Linked DNA regions of Sus scrofa: region 2 is linked to region 1. The links are chromatin contacts, called in public Hi-C maps. All regions are on one chromosome and are shown on one strand. The core of a region is the stretch at or near the end of the contact, and the rest is flanking DNA. Distances in the headings are between cores, read along the strand shown. Region 1 overlaps ADGRL2 (adhesion G protein-coupled receptor L2). Region 2 overlaps ADGRL2 (adhesion G protein-coupled receptor L2).

Region 1 (7,501 bases), core at 3,344-5,843:
AAAAAGTATGAAACATTTTTATATTACTTTTGACTTTCAGCAGAATACATACATTGAAAAGTGGAATTTCTTTCCTTAATGCTTAAAAACATTCCATGAAACTATACCTAGTGAAATCATTTATATTCACTTCTTACTTAAAATTTTGCAATTTGGTACACTCAAGAATTTAGTAAATACCATTTTAAATCACTTTGCTCTGCAAAAGTTTTTGAAACATCACCACTGAAGCACTTGATACATCCTTTCAAAAAAGCCACATTTAAAAATATAAAACTGTATTGAAGATCAACCTTCTCTCTTACCTTGAAAAAGATCAGTTGAGAAAGATACGAATAGGGCCTTATAAAGTAAAATTTAAATTCAGTTAACTTTGGTTAATGCGAATTTTAAGATGTTCTTTAAAAACAAAAAAGTTTTCAGAAAAGTAAGGTATGTTAAAAGATTAGAATTTGGACCAGACCACCTGGGTTCAGCTCTCTGCTCCACAGGATTTCAAGCTGTGTGTCCTTGTGCATGTTACAGAAGCTCATCTTTAAATTAACTGTTTCTTTTCTTTTCTTTTTTCTTTTTTTTGGGGGCTACACTGATGGCATATGGAGGTTCCCAGAGTAGGGAACCAGAGCTGTAGCCGCCGGCCTACACCACAGCCACAGCGATACCAGATCCAAGCAGCATCTGCGACCTACACCACAGCCCCCATGGTAACACCGGATCCTTAACCCACTGAGCAAGGCCAGGGATCAAACCTGCAACCTCATGGTTCCTAGTCGGATTGTTTCTACTGTGCCACGACAGGAACTCCTAAATGTTTATTTTCTTTCCTCATTTGTAAAATGAGAATAATAATTATATGTATTTCATTGTGTTGTTGCAAGGGTTATAAGAGTTAATATGGGTAGTACCTGGTACATAGTAAGTAGGTCCTCAAATATTTGCTATTATTTTGGTATTATCAATACTATAAGACAGTTTAAGCTACAGAAACACTTAAAATTGGATGAGCTAATGCAGAACAATTCTGAACATTCTTACATATTTTACACATCAGGTTGTATTAGAGCAAAGAATTTTAGAAGTACATTTTGAAATATACAGCTTTATATTGACTACATAAAATTTATTATCACACGTGTCCCATTATTGTTGCTGGTGGTTTGTTTTATTTTGTTAGCCCTATGAAGAATTCACTCACTCCTAGTTATGTTCATAGCTTACCATTTTCATTCTTTTTTAGTCATACGTGCTTATTTTTTCTTAAATATGTAACATCAGAAGATTATCTGATTAAACTTATCATACTCTGTAAGAGCTAAACTCAAAGACAGTTGTCTGCTACGCACCCTAATTTATATTCATAAATTTATAACCCTTCTTGGTCCAAAAATAAGAATAACTAAGATCAAGATATGGAAGCAACCTAAGTGTCTATCGACAGATGAGTGAATAAAGAAGATGTGGCGTGCATACACACACACACACACCACAAAATGGAATACTACTCAGCTGTAAAAAGAATGAAATTTTGCCATTTGCCACAATATGGATGGACTTGGAGGGCATTAAGCTAAGTGAAATAAGTCAGACAAAGAAAGATAATTACTGCATGATATTATTTATATGTGGAATCTAAAAAAGAAAACAAGCTGGTGAATACAACAAAAAAGAAAGACTCACAGCTATAGAGAATAAAATAGTGGTTCAATGGGAAGAGGGAATGGGGAAGGGACAAGATAAGGGTATGGCATTAAGAGGTACAAACTACTACGTATTAAATAAATAAGCCATGAGGAAATATTGTACAACAGAGAATATAGTCAATATTTTATAATCATTATAAGTGGAACACAGCCTTTAAAAAATGTGAATCACTATGTTGTACATCTGTAATTTATATAATATTGCACATCAACTATACCTCTATCAAAAAAAAGAGTAAGTAAGAATGCTCAGGCAAAGTAAAAATAAGGATTAGAAAGTAAAAAAGTAGGGAAATTCAATGCAGGTAACATTCGCCTATAAGAGTGCTAGCCTTAGATTTGCCTTTTTTTTTTTTTTTTTTTTTTTTTTTTTTTTGCTTTTTAGGGCCACACATTTAGCATATGGAAGTTCCCAGGCTAGGGGCTGAATTGGAGCTGCAGCTAGAGCCTACGCCACAACTCACGGCAACACCAGATCCTTAACCTACTGAGAGAGACCAGGAATTGAACCCGAATCCTCATGGATACTAGTCAGGTTCATTTCTACTGAACCATAATGGGAACTCCGCCTTAGATTTGCTTTTAGTCTTTCTGGCAGCCACATAAAGAGAAGAGCTGTTCTAAGAGTCCCAGCACTCAGCAAATGCATGACCTGATGCTAAGACCAGAGAGAACCCTGAATAAATGTCCTTGCATCCCTTCTCTACTTCTGGTTCATCCCTCCACCCTGTGATCTCCACTAATGAGTTGATATAATCCAGTTTTACCTCTGCTATACAGCTTTCCTTCCAGTAACAGCAACAAAACCTCCCAAAGGCTAGTTTTGCTTTTCTCTGAGCTATGTTACCTAGTGTATCCTATGCACACTTCCAAAGGCTCTTTCGGGTAGATTTTTATACTTTTTTTTTTTTTTTTTTTTGGCTTCACCTGAAGCACATGAAAATTCCTGGGCCGAGGGTGGAAACTGCACCACAGCAGCTACCTAAGCCACCACAGTGACAAAGCCACATCCTTAACCCACTGTCCCACAAGAGAACTCCCTGGCAGATTCTTAATTGGAGGAGGGCATCAAAATTTCTGGAAGGACTTAGGGGAATGAAGACAAAGATACAAGTGGTTTTTCATAGAGTGGGCTCCATTTCCACTGCCAACCCCTGGAAAACATTTCCTTAAAGCAACTGACAGAACATAAGAAAATTTAAGGAATTAACCTTCTTAGCAAAAAAAAAAAAAAAAAAAAAAAGAAACCCAGAAGGGAGACAATGGCCCTTTTAGTTATATTTAAGATATAACTAAGAAGTTAAGCCATAATTTATCTGCTGGGCTCTAATTCAGGGAATAGTTTACAATTAATTTTGAAAAAAACATATCCATTTTGGAGTTCCCGTTGTGGCTCAATGGATTAAAAATCCAACATAGTGTCCATGAGGATGTAGGTTTAATCCCTGGCATCACTAGTGGGATAAGAATCCAGCATTGCTGACATGCTGAGGCATAGGTTGCAGATGTGGCTCGGATCTGGCATTGCTGTGGTGTAGGCCGGCAGCTGAAGTTCTAATTCGACCCCTAGCCCAGGGACTTCCATATGCCATGGGTGTGGCCCTAAAAAGAAAAAAAAAAAAAGAGAGAAAGAAAATAAAAAATATATATCCATTTCACTCTAGACCACAGAATAAATTTCAGTATTAATAATGTATGGTACTACTAATAAGATAATAAGCTTGACCTCCCAGGGATTTTGGGATACATCTTTGTGGACTTGTCTTTTTTTGTTGTTAGTTTTTACTGGATTTTGCTTAAGAGACAGGGGTGGGGCAGGGAGCAGTCTAGTGGATGAATAGTAATCAAGCACTATCTATGTGTCGGATATCATGAAGACATTTTAATGTTACTTCATTTTAGAGCCAGCATTCAGCTGGTGAGCCCTGGCAAGGCTTGCTGGTAGTTTATGGCCAACATCTGTTCTGATGTATTGGTGCCCAAGCCCAGCAATTTACACATTACTAAATATTTTAGTGTTACTCATACTTTATTTCATTCTCCAGATAAACTTTAAGGGAGACAGGAACACAGGAAGCTTGAGACAGAGAAACTCTTCAGGCACCCCTGGTCCTGACTTTGCCAGTTCCTCCCCATTCTGCCTAGAGGAGGTTTTCTTGCTTGGGCTAATTTTGTTCTAGAATGGGGAAAGCCTGATGTCTGTAAGCATTTTCTTACATGGAAATGCCTAGACCGTGAGTATAAATTCTTCCAGAGTGGCCAGTTTGAGTTTAAAAAGTGTATTTTTCAACTCTGGCAGTAGTGTCCCTGGCAGCTGTGTGGCCCATAGAGAAGCCAAGGAGGCAGAAAGCCAAGCCAAGGTATGCTGGGTCTGCATGCATCTGTTCTGAAACAAGCAGCCACCTGGGTCCAGGTAGAATCCACTTTGGTATTATTGGCTAAATACATTGGGGAAATGGCAAGTGTGAATGTAATGTCTTTCTACCCATCTGTAACCAATCTAAAATGCTGTACGTCCTATGATATATGCAAAAATCATGACAAAGAAAGGTTAACTTTGTTTCTCTGGGAAAGTAAAGGTTACTTCTCACGGTAAAAGAAGTATTGGAAGATGTGTCTTTAAGACTCTAAAGCCTTACTATCTTATTTTAATTTTCTTTTAGCTGGAAAACTTTTTCCTCTGAAAATAATCTTATGTAGCGCCTAACATATTAATAATAAATAAGCATGTCTGCTCTGATTAAAGCAAGATAAAGGCCAAGAGCTCATTCTCAGTTACGCCCACATCACCGTTTTTACCAGCTCTCGAAGTACCTGCACAAAACTCAATGCTGTGTTCCTAGGAGTAGAGTTGAAAAAACATTGACTTACAAAATGCTGCCACCCTCAGACCCACTCTGTGTCGTTCACCTTGGTAAATGATTCATTTAACAAACATACTGTGTAACTATTGAGTGCCAGACCCTAGGAATACAAGGATAAATAAATAGTGTCTGCTATCAAGAAGCTCGCAGTCTGAGGGAAGAGAAAACAAACCAAACAAAAAATCAAATAAAAATAAAACAAAAACAACCACTGATACTGAGCCTTTCTGTATCAATTCTCAGAACTGTAAAAAAAATAGGAATGCTCAGCCTTCAACAGATGGGGAAACTAAAATCAGAGAAGTTAAGAGGCTGCGTTGTCATGTATCCCTTGAATAAGGAAATAAAGATTACCATCTCAGGGATGCCAAAACCCTGGCTCTTTTTCCTGTAGAATGCAGCCTCCAGTTTATTGTAACTCTTTAACAAAGTATGCACATTTCACCACAGGTTTAAATTTAAAATGCAAATCACTTAAACAAGCAGTTAAAAAAGCCCAGCGAACCCTCCAGATTAAATCATTAAAAGCATTATCATAATAATACTGCCTTACACAACCACTTTTATTGCACACCTGTTATCTCCTTTCTTTCTCACAACAACTCTGAGAGGTGGGAAGGGCAGTGGATATTATTATTTGAATTTCACAGAAGGGGAGGTAAGGCTGTGGGCTATTAATCCTGTAAGTAACATGGTAGGAGTGAAATTTACTGGCCTAAAGAAAAAAATAAACTTTCTTGCAATCACTATCTCTAACTAGCTGTGAGACTATTGGAAAGTCAGCTAACCTTTTTAGGTCACCATTTGCTTGCTGGTAAAAGCAGAAGGTCCAGATAAAAGCAGAGGGTCCAGATCTTTCATCTTTAAGTTCAGGGCCCTTGAGTTCTGACACACGATGAATCTGCAAGCTAGAATATGGCTTTGTCAAGAACAGAATCCACCTTCTATTCTAAAGTTTTCTAGGGTTTCATGCTGCTTGTTAATACAAAGTTGTATGGAAACATCCTGGTTTCCTGGGCATAAAATTTGATCATAAAACAATTAAACTTTTAATCCAATCTATTTTAAATTCTAATTAGACCATGCTGATTGAAAAGTAGGTGACTAGTTCTTGCTGTTAGAAGCTAGGAACCTACATGTAAAGTCAAGTGGGTGGAGGAATACTGGAGAAAATCTAGATGAATCTAAAATGAGAGACACAGAGAAATGATAACATTATGTGGCTGCATTATAGACTTCCTGGCCAGAAGGATGCTTTTCTAGTGCAGATCACAAGATTATCAGGGCAGCAACATATCTTAGTGTTAGGGACTTCAGTCTTGAATTATCGGCAGAAATTCTCATTCCTCGGAAAGCAAAACACTGACAATTTCTTGACTGGCCTTGCTGATAATTTCATTTCCCAGAAGGCAGAGTAAGCAGTAAGGGGAACTCCCACTCTGAACCCAATTCTGACAGAAACCAGTAGGTAAAATGGAAATGATTGGAACCTTGAGGAAAAGCAACCATGCACTCTTGGAGTTTGATTTAAGCAGTGTTCTGCCTATGCAAACACAAATGATTCTAATGAGCAAGAAAATGGGGAGGAAACTAAAGAAACCAGTGTGATGCAGAGGGACCTACTGACAAGCTCTGAATTTCAAACAGCATGTGCAAAAGATGGTTAAAGGAGACCCCTAATCAAGCACAGATATGTGAAGGTAGCATAGACCTATAAAAATATCATCAGTAAGACTAAAGCACAAAATGAGCTGGGACTTGTGAAAGATACTAAAGAGAAACAAAAATGATATCCTTATCATGACAGGAGGAAGAAAATCCATACAGGAGCAGACCCATTTTAAAAATCTGAAACCATAAAATTCATTCATGAAAAGTAGAAAGCAAAATGTCTTTATTCCTTTATATTCCTTCCCTGCTGGTTCATGCATATCTCTGCTTACATGTCACCTCTTCACAGAGAACCCTGACCACGCTTTCTAAAATAATTCTCTCTGAGGAGTTCCCTGGTGGTGCAGTGGGTTAAGAATCCTGTGTTGTTGTCACCACAGGGGCTTGGGTTGCTGCTGTGGCATGACCCCTGGCCCAGGAACTTCCACATGCTGTGGACGCAGCCCTCCTTAAAAATTAAATAAATAAAACTATGCTCTCTGACATTCTCTAATCCTTAAACTTTTCATTCCTCTAATCACTGCCCGACCGCCATTATTTTACATACTTAGGCAATCACTATCTTCTGCATTAGGATGTAAGCTCTGTGAGTACAGGGACTCGGGTTTGTTCAGAACAGTATTCCAAGGACCCGTATGTACCAAGTACTATTCCAGAAATAGTTGTTGAATGAATGAAGTCAGACCACTAGCCACTGGCTAAAAATGGAAAAACAAAATGGACAATGGGCTGATAACACAGATAATGTTGAGTACCTAGGAGGTGTCATATACTCAGTATTTATATGCATTCACTTATTAAATCATCACAGCCACTCCATAAAGTATGCATTATATCAGGGTGAATACTTTGTCCCAGATCCTACAACTAAAGAAGTATAAAGCTAGGATTTGAGCCAAGATAGTTAAGTCCGCGGTCTGAGTGCTTCACCTATGAGACCCTGACGAGTCTATTGACAGTATGTCTCTTGACCTCTCTGAATTGTTACCAGAGACTTCTAAATGAAATGGCATATTTAGCTGATTACCTTTTGAGAAAAGAGAGTAGAGGGGATAAGAGAAGAATACTTTATGTTCAAAAAATGGCAGAGTCCGCAAAATTCAGATCCACGAAACTGATGTTACATCAGGGAGAATAGCCTAGATTATACTTATAAAAGACAATTTTGTGAGCATTTAAAAAAAATTGGTTATTAGGAAAACACGTAAATTCAACAAGAACAAGCTATTCAGCCCAATTTTATATGTTCTATAAAGTTAATAAACC
Region 2 (7,501 bases), core at 2,178-4,677, 310 kb after region 1:
TGCTTGATCAGAATATATGCTATACTGTCTCGCTGCCAGCAATGTACAACATCAGCACTGAGTATTTTCCTTTTAAAGACATATGATTCTCTATTGCATCATTCTTTCTTTTTCTAGCTTTCATCCTCTACATGTCCTAGAGCGGTCTTTCAACATAAGAAATATGACAACTTTTCCCAAACAAGAAAACAGACAAAATTTCTGCCTAATTTATCCACTGTGAGCTTATATAACTCTCTGTGTGTGTGCCTATAAATCACTCATCTTGAATTGATTATACATACAAATATATGTTTGGAGGAAATAAATTCTTATGTTTTTCAATTCATCTTGGTCAATACATTATTTCTGAAATACTAAGAGCCCTATAAAAAAAGTGCAATGGTTTTCCTTTAAAATTTTCTTTAAAATTCCCCAAAGCTCTCAATTCTTTGAATGTGCTGAACTCTCAACAATCACGATTGTTAATTAAGTAATTTACTTTTGGATAGCCTCAAGAAGAGGGCTGGGGAATTCCAGGAAGTTGTTCTTTGGACATGATGTTTACTTCCTTTGATGTCACAATTTCTCCAGATAAATGTAAACATTTATTTTTAACATGGTTGTTAAAACTTATCAATATTCTCTTTCAATTCCTGCGTCAAGTATTGGTAGAATAGAAAGGTCAATTTATGGATCAATACACTCACAGATGGACTGTTGAGTTTGTCCAAAAAGAACTTAATATTAGTTTAATATTTTTTAATGTGTTTGGAAACATAAGAGGAATTTTTGAAAAATAAAAAAAATTGAAAACGATCCACTCCAATGTAAAGTATAACAAAATTCATGTCAGTAAAGTTTCCTTATCATTAATATTTTGGGTTTTTTTTTTTAATCAATTATATCTAGTACTTTTGTTGAAACCCTTTGTCAGCTATATATAATTCTCACATAAATCCCATGCGATGTGCCTTTGTAGTCTGATTTTACAGACTTTACAACTCAGAGAAGTTAAAAATACCTTTCATGTCAGGCAGCAAACAAACAGCAGAGTGAGGACTTAAACCCAGAGCTGTCAGATTCTAAGGCTTGTGGGTGGCAAAATGCAGCTTTCTACTTGTGCCCATGTCGTCTATTCTGGAGGCAAAGTCAGGCTTGTTTATGTATTTTGTACTTCCTAGGACAGTTTTAGTTAAAAACTGCTACAGATAAAAGATGACATTAATTCTAACTTTTAATGCATTTTTTTTTGCTTTTTTTTTTTTTTTTTTTGCTTTTTAGGGCCACACCTGTGGCATATGGAAATTCCCAGGGTAAGGGTCAAATTGGAGCTACAGCTGCCAGACTATTCCACAGCCACAACACCCCCAGATTCGAGCTGTATCTGCAACCTATATACCAGAGCTCATGACAATGCCAGATCCTTAACCCACTGAGTGAGGCCAGGGATCAAACCCACGTCCTCATGGATACTAGTCAGATTCATTTCCATTGAGCCACAACAGGAATTCCCCAATTTTTAATATATTTAAATAAATTAGAATGTCAGCTTTTCTGCTCATAATCCTTCCCCAGTCCCAACTGAACTTCTGTTTTCCACAACCAAACATCTGAAATATTTTGTTTTCTCCAGTTCTATATTCACTAGGGGTTCATTCACTTATCCACTCTTTAATGCAGCAAATATTGATGGTACTCTTACTATATACAGACATTTTTCTAGGTGCCGAGAAAACATGAAATGTTTATGTTTGAATGAGAGAGAGAAAAAATAAGAAAATACCTGCAATCATAATTACAGGTAAGGTTAAATAATGATAAATGCTATGAAGAAAAATAAAATGGGGTAAGGAAAATAATAATAACAAATTTTATTGAAAACATATCAGAAGTGTCAGACACTGGTCTAAGCACATTACGTAGATTAATTCATTGAATTCTCACATTTAAACTCTATGTGATAGATATTGTATTTATGGTGGACTGGAGATGGCAGCAAATTATTAGCTATTCCTCAAATTGAGAGGTGGGCTTGAATTTAGCTCCTTTTGAAATCTGAGCTGGCCTTGGTGCCTTGCTTAATGAGTAGAATGTGGTAGAAGAGACAATAGACTAGGTCTGAGGCTAGCTTTTAAGTAGACTGGCAACTTCTGCCTTGTTCTCCTAGAGCCTGGATCTGCCAGGTAAGAAGTCAGACTCAGGCCTCCATGCAGTGGGAAAGCCCAAACCCCAAAGAGAAGTCAGGTGTAAACTGAACCCCGAGTGAGTTCATAGCCTGTAATCAGCATGCAAAAGAGACAGTGTTGAATGGCCAGCCCCCAATGACTCCAGCTGCTATCTAACTGCACTGGAATGACAAACCTCAAGTGAGAACCACCCAAAGGAGCCTAGACCATCCAAGGAAAAGCGAGATATAATAATAGAATGGTTGTTTTGAACCACTAAATTTGGTGATGTTTTGTTATGCAGCAATGAACAATTGGAACAATTCTGTCTTCATTTTACAGCATGGTAACACCAAGAAAGAAGTGTTATGCAATTTTCTGGCCAAATGGTAGAATCTGAATTCAAATCCACACAGACTGACCCCTAAGCACCCTTTTAAATTCCACCCTATATAGTCTTACCCCTAGAGAGAGATCAGCTTTCCAAGGGTACCCCTGCTAAACTTGGGAGCTGCCGATTAGCTTACTTTGATTTTCTCCATTGAACCAGAGTGGTTAAAACTCAGGGCACACTGCCATTGGAATATGACTGCCCAGCTGGAGTGCTTTTGCCAGGGAATCTTGTGGTGTCCTTGAGCCAGAATTATTATGTCGTCTATGACCTTTTATGGATTGGAATCTTAAGAAAAAAATAAGGAGGATGTGGAAGAGATTGACCTGTGCTAATGTATAATCCTTTCATTGTGTTGTAAAATTAGGAGAATTATTCAAGTGCAAATAAGAAATTGCACGGCATTTCGATTAAAGAAAAGGAGCATGAAGTAATTTTGTTAAATTAAAAGGCAAATCATTGCTACGAAATCAAATTTCTCGGCATCCAAATATGTACATCCCTTGTCTAATACATAGAACTGATATTCGGATGGGAAAGGAGTAACCGGATGTCTGCAGCGTGATAGCAAGGCAGCTAGTCCCTGAGCCAGATGTGCCTTCCTCAGCAAGAAAGGACAGATAAAAGTACAATTCGCCAAGCAAGCCCATTTCCAAAGAAGTTTTTTTCCTTAGGGTATTTACGGCTTAATTGAGTTGTTTCCATTCTGAAGACTTATACTCAAAAATGGAACAGCTCTTGATAGCTCAAAGGAAAGAACTTCATAGATGCTGCTGCAAATTTCCACCCCCTCAAGGCTTCCATGGGAAACTCCTGGTACTCTTGAAACTTTCCTGTCAGACTATTACACAATCCAGGGCCTTTTCCAAGCAGGAAATATGATGTTCCAAAGACAACTTGACTTCCTGTTTGAAAATGGGGGTGGGAGGTGGGGTGCGGAGACAAAACAGGCATGGTCTAAGTATACTTAATTCATAGACCCACTCAAAATACAAACAAGTTAATTTTGTTAAGGACGCACGCTAACATTTCACTTAAGACAAAATCCCAATCATTTAGTCTTCTCTAGAGTACTTCTTCTGCATCCTTGAGTTTTTAAAAGTTCAAGTGTTGCATAAAAAATCAACATAATTACAGAAAGCAGTCCTCAAACAAGAATATCCTGTTTTGTTTCCTGCATACTCACTGGGGTGGCTCATCTGAATCCTTGACAACATCCAACTCCAAGAAGAAAACATCAAGACTGCTTGCTGATCTTGGTTTTACATACAGCTCCTCAGCAGTAGGGCGGTTGGCCCCAATGTGTAAGCCGACAATCGCCCTATTGTTTACTTTCCAGTCAGAAAAGCGATGCTGCTTTTCTTCACTGTGTATGGTCTCTATAATCCTAACAGTCATGTTCACTCAGCAGTAAGCCCAAATATATGTTTCCCAGAGGAGTTTCAAATACATAAGATAGATTAGCATCTCTGTGGCTTGATGCAATCTGTGACAGATTCAACAGTAATAAACATTTTAAAGTGTGGTCAGTACTAAATTATTTGCTGAAGAACAATTTTGTTCCTGAGGTAGAAAAAAAAAAAAAAATTAGCAATCACTTTTGGGTAGTAAATACACTGGCTCAGGGAATAATACAACATTCCCGAACCTCTTGCCCTCTTGGCATTTCATTCTGTGTTAAGGGAGGAAAAAAGCCCAATTGTGTGCTGATGAATTAGAAAACTTCATGAACAGTCAAGAAATACACATGCCACTACAAATTAACCATTAGCAGGGCAAGGTATTCATCTCTCTGTCAGATTCTGTGGGAAGTATGCCTTATTAGCATTGAAGCCCAAAGAAGTAATATAACAGTCTACATTTACTTATCCTACAAAAAAAAAAAAAAAAAAAAAAAAAAGATAGGCAATCTCAGTTCTGGAAAAATAAATAGTGTTTTTCTTCCCATCCCCATTTAAATCCTAAAATGGAAAATCACCAAATGAAATCCTATTTCTCCAAGGCCTCCGTGTTTACAAAGGGATGCGGTTTTGCATTTTAAATCAGTTCTATCATAACCCTGAAAGTGATCACAGGGCTGCTAATTCTTGGTCTCCAGTTTCCAACCCTCCCCCACTTTACAACTTTGAATTTGAATAGGACCAGAAGACTCTCGGGGGCCACACTTGTGGCCCTTGAGAAGCAGCCTCTCTCTTGCTTTCAGCTGGTTTCCTGGCATGTTTCATGGGGATTTGTGGTGAGTGGCAGCTCTGGAATCACTTTTCATTCTGTCAGGTTGTGGTTAGGCTTAGTGGGGTTTCTTTGTTATACTGGCCACTACTAGTCAATTCCCTTGAAAATATCTGGTTTTCTCTTTTTACCTTAAAGGAAGGAAAAAAAGAAAAAAAGCAGCAGCTCCGAGACTCCCCATCTTTTTCCCAAAACACAAACACAAAACAAACACGGATATCCCTTGGAAATCCTGGAGGGAGATGGAGAAGGGGGAGAGGCCCAGATGTTCTCAACATCCCAATTTAATTTTGATGTCAGACTATAAAAGATCTTGGAAGGGCCCCATTTCCCGTACCTGTTCTGCTGACATGCTGTTTTAGTAAAGAATCAGGGATACATTTGACTACCACTTTTTCATGTTAAAACAAAATCAACCAAACAGACAACATGGATTTGGGGAGCATAGTGTTTCTTTTCCTTTTGGAAAACCCTGGGAAATAAGAAGTGAGTACCAAAAATTAGCAAAATAAAACAAACACTGAGGAGGGGGTTCATGGACACAGAGGGAGATTTGGCACTTTCAGCACACATTCTCCAAAGCCAGAGTTTTGTATTTCATGAATTAGGTTGGGAGGAAAAAAGCGAACATAAGGGTGCCAACAGTTTATATTGCCAAGTTACGCTATTTAAAACAACAACAACAAAAAAAAAAACAAACCAAAAAAACTTACTTTGAAATCTGACATCATTTCTTAAAAGAAAGGACATGTTAACATCAGTGGGGGGTGAGAGGAAGGAGAAAAGCTGTAATCTTAGAATACAAGACAGGGCTTTTAAGAATGAAGAACAGGCAGCTTGTACCCCGACATGCCACAAAAGGCCTTCAGAATCAGCCAGTTCCTGCAACACGCCAAGTCCCATCCCACCACAGTGCCTTTGCGTCTGCTGTTCCTCTGACTGGAAATCTATTCTCTGGGACCCTGGCAGAGCCCTCCACTCAGATTCCAGTGCGAGGCGTAAGATTTCTCTAACCACAGCGTTTAAAGCCCCCCTCCCAGGGCTCCATGCTGGCAAACCCTCTCTTTCCCCACCTGCCTTCCTCTCCACTTTCTTACTTTGCTGTAATCGCTGTCTGTACGCCCTACCACCTGACAGTATATCCTCATTACAATGTAAAATCCACGAGGTCGAGGGCTTCATATCCTCTGTTTCTCTCTTTTCCTCCACTACCTGAAACATTGCCTGGTACTTGTGAGCTATTCAATACAGGTTTGCTCCACTTCTATTTGTGGATAATTCCATAATCCTTATTTTTCTCATTTTATTGTGAACAAGGAAGAACATCTGGGGTGCCTGCCCTGTGTGGTATATGGAAACCATCGTTTTAAGAAAGAGATTGAAGAGTCCTGTAGGTATAGACCAGGGCACAGCTGAACGAAAAAGATATTTAGTGCATTCTTTACTGCAGCTGATATTAAATAGCAGGAGTGAGGATCATGTTTTTTTAGGACTGGCAACAAACTGTTAACAGGCTGAAATCTGGCCAGACTCCTGATATAAGGATAAGGGATATTTCTGAAACAGACTTAGACTGTATTTGCACCCTCTTCCTCCTTCCGCAAATTATGAAATTATGTAGATTAGGCATGGCTCCTTAGCACTTTCTGAGAATTGTGTATACATTTTTCTTTAAACGATAAGAGAATGTTTATCTACTATCAGAGTGCAAATATCTATTGCATAAAAACAAAACCAAAACAGCAGCCTCCAGATAAAAATACAATTAACTATATAGTCTCTCACAATTATTCACTACAAAGTATTGGAACCAAGAAGTCAGGTTCGCAAACAGATCTCACTACCAAGAAGAGTGGTTCGTTGTAGAAAAAGTTGCTTTTGAAATGCATTATGGATAGTTCACAGATATAGATAGTAGGTTTCAAAACTGTATGTTCCAAATTTTTGTGCCATCTGCAGTCCTGGGTAGGTGGTTCAGATGTTCAGATTTTTTTTCCTGAAAAAAAACATCTCTTACTTATAGGCATGTGGTGCTCATTTTGGCACAGAGTTTTTTCCCCTTATCCTTTTTTTTTTTTTTTTTTAAATGTTGTCTTGCTGTCACACTTCTGAATAACAGTAACATGTAGTAATAAGATGGTACACGAATAAGTGAGGTCTGGTAATTGGTGATGAGAATGAAAGTTTAGAGTACATGAGTGGTGTGAATATGTGTTTGTGTGGTGTATCTATATGATAGGGTCAACATAAATTGGTTATTATAGTGAGGAGGATGAAATTAATGGAAGCTGTAAAAATGTAGATCACTTGATATTCCCTCCATTCCCTCTCTCCCTCTCTCCCTCATTCCTTTATGCTACAGAATGAAATGGAGCTGGAAGATCTAGAAAGCCTCTACTGATTAATCCATCATATTTTGACAACTGAATTCCCAGAAACAGAGTATTAGACTTTCATACGATGTGAGGTTTTGACTGGAATCTTTTGAGTCCGAGCCTATGAAGTACAGAAAGAAGGACCACTCCGTGGTGGGTCCTCAATTAACGGTAGCTTCTAGGTAGTGTCTATTTATTGCCCACATAAGAAACCAAGGATTTCAATGTCTGACTCGCCAGTTCCACTGTCTCAATGTACCTCAATTGCTATGCCAGAGAATGATTTGCAAGAATTAATGACTAACAGCCATTGTGCAGACTTTACACTGAAGGTGAAGAATAAAAATAAATGGTTTTGA

Evidence for each region. A called contact is a pair of places that touch in the nucleus more often than the background predicts.
Region 2: a Hi-C map of epiblast stem cells shows a contact between it and region 1, with 1.9 times the contacts expected there. The contact joins two enhancer-like sites. A contact is called at or near these places in 3 of 47 Hi-C or Micro-C datasets (epiblast stem cells, fetal heart ventricle and heart right ventricle).

What each region holds. Positions count from the first base shown.
Region 1 is chr6:131,932,123-131,939,623 of Sscrofa11.1, forward strand. All of the region lies in intron 6 of ADGRL2 (adhesion G protein-coupled receptor L2), which reads right to left. Among named protein-coding and RNA genes, the nearest start is that of ADGRL2, 430 kb to the right of the region's middle. Within about 2 kb of position 4,594, at least 1 of the 83 cell types and tissues checked has an H3K27ac peak or open chromatin away from gene starts, as enhancers often do. A contact at or near this core is called in epiblast stem cells, where this site is marked.
Region 2 is chr6:132,243,659-132,251,159 of Sscrofa11.1, forward strand. The region is part of intron 3 of ADGRL2 (adhesion G protein-coupled receptor L2); the gene reads right to left. Among named protein-coding and RNA genes, the nearest start is that of ADGRL2, 120 kb to the right of the region's middle. Within about 2 kb of position 3,428, at least 11 of the 83 cell types and tissues checked have an H3K27ac peak or open chromatin away from gene starts, as enhancers often do. A contact at or near this core is called in epiblast stem cells, where this site is marked.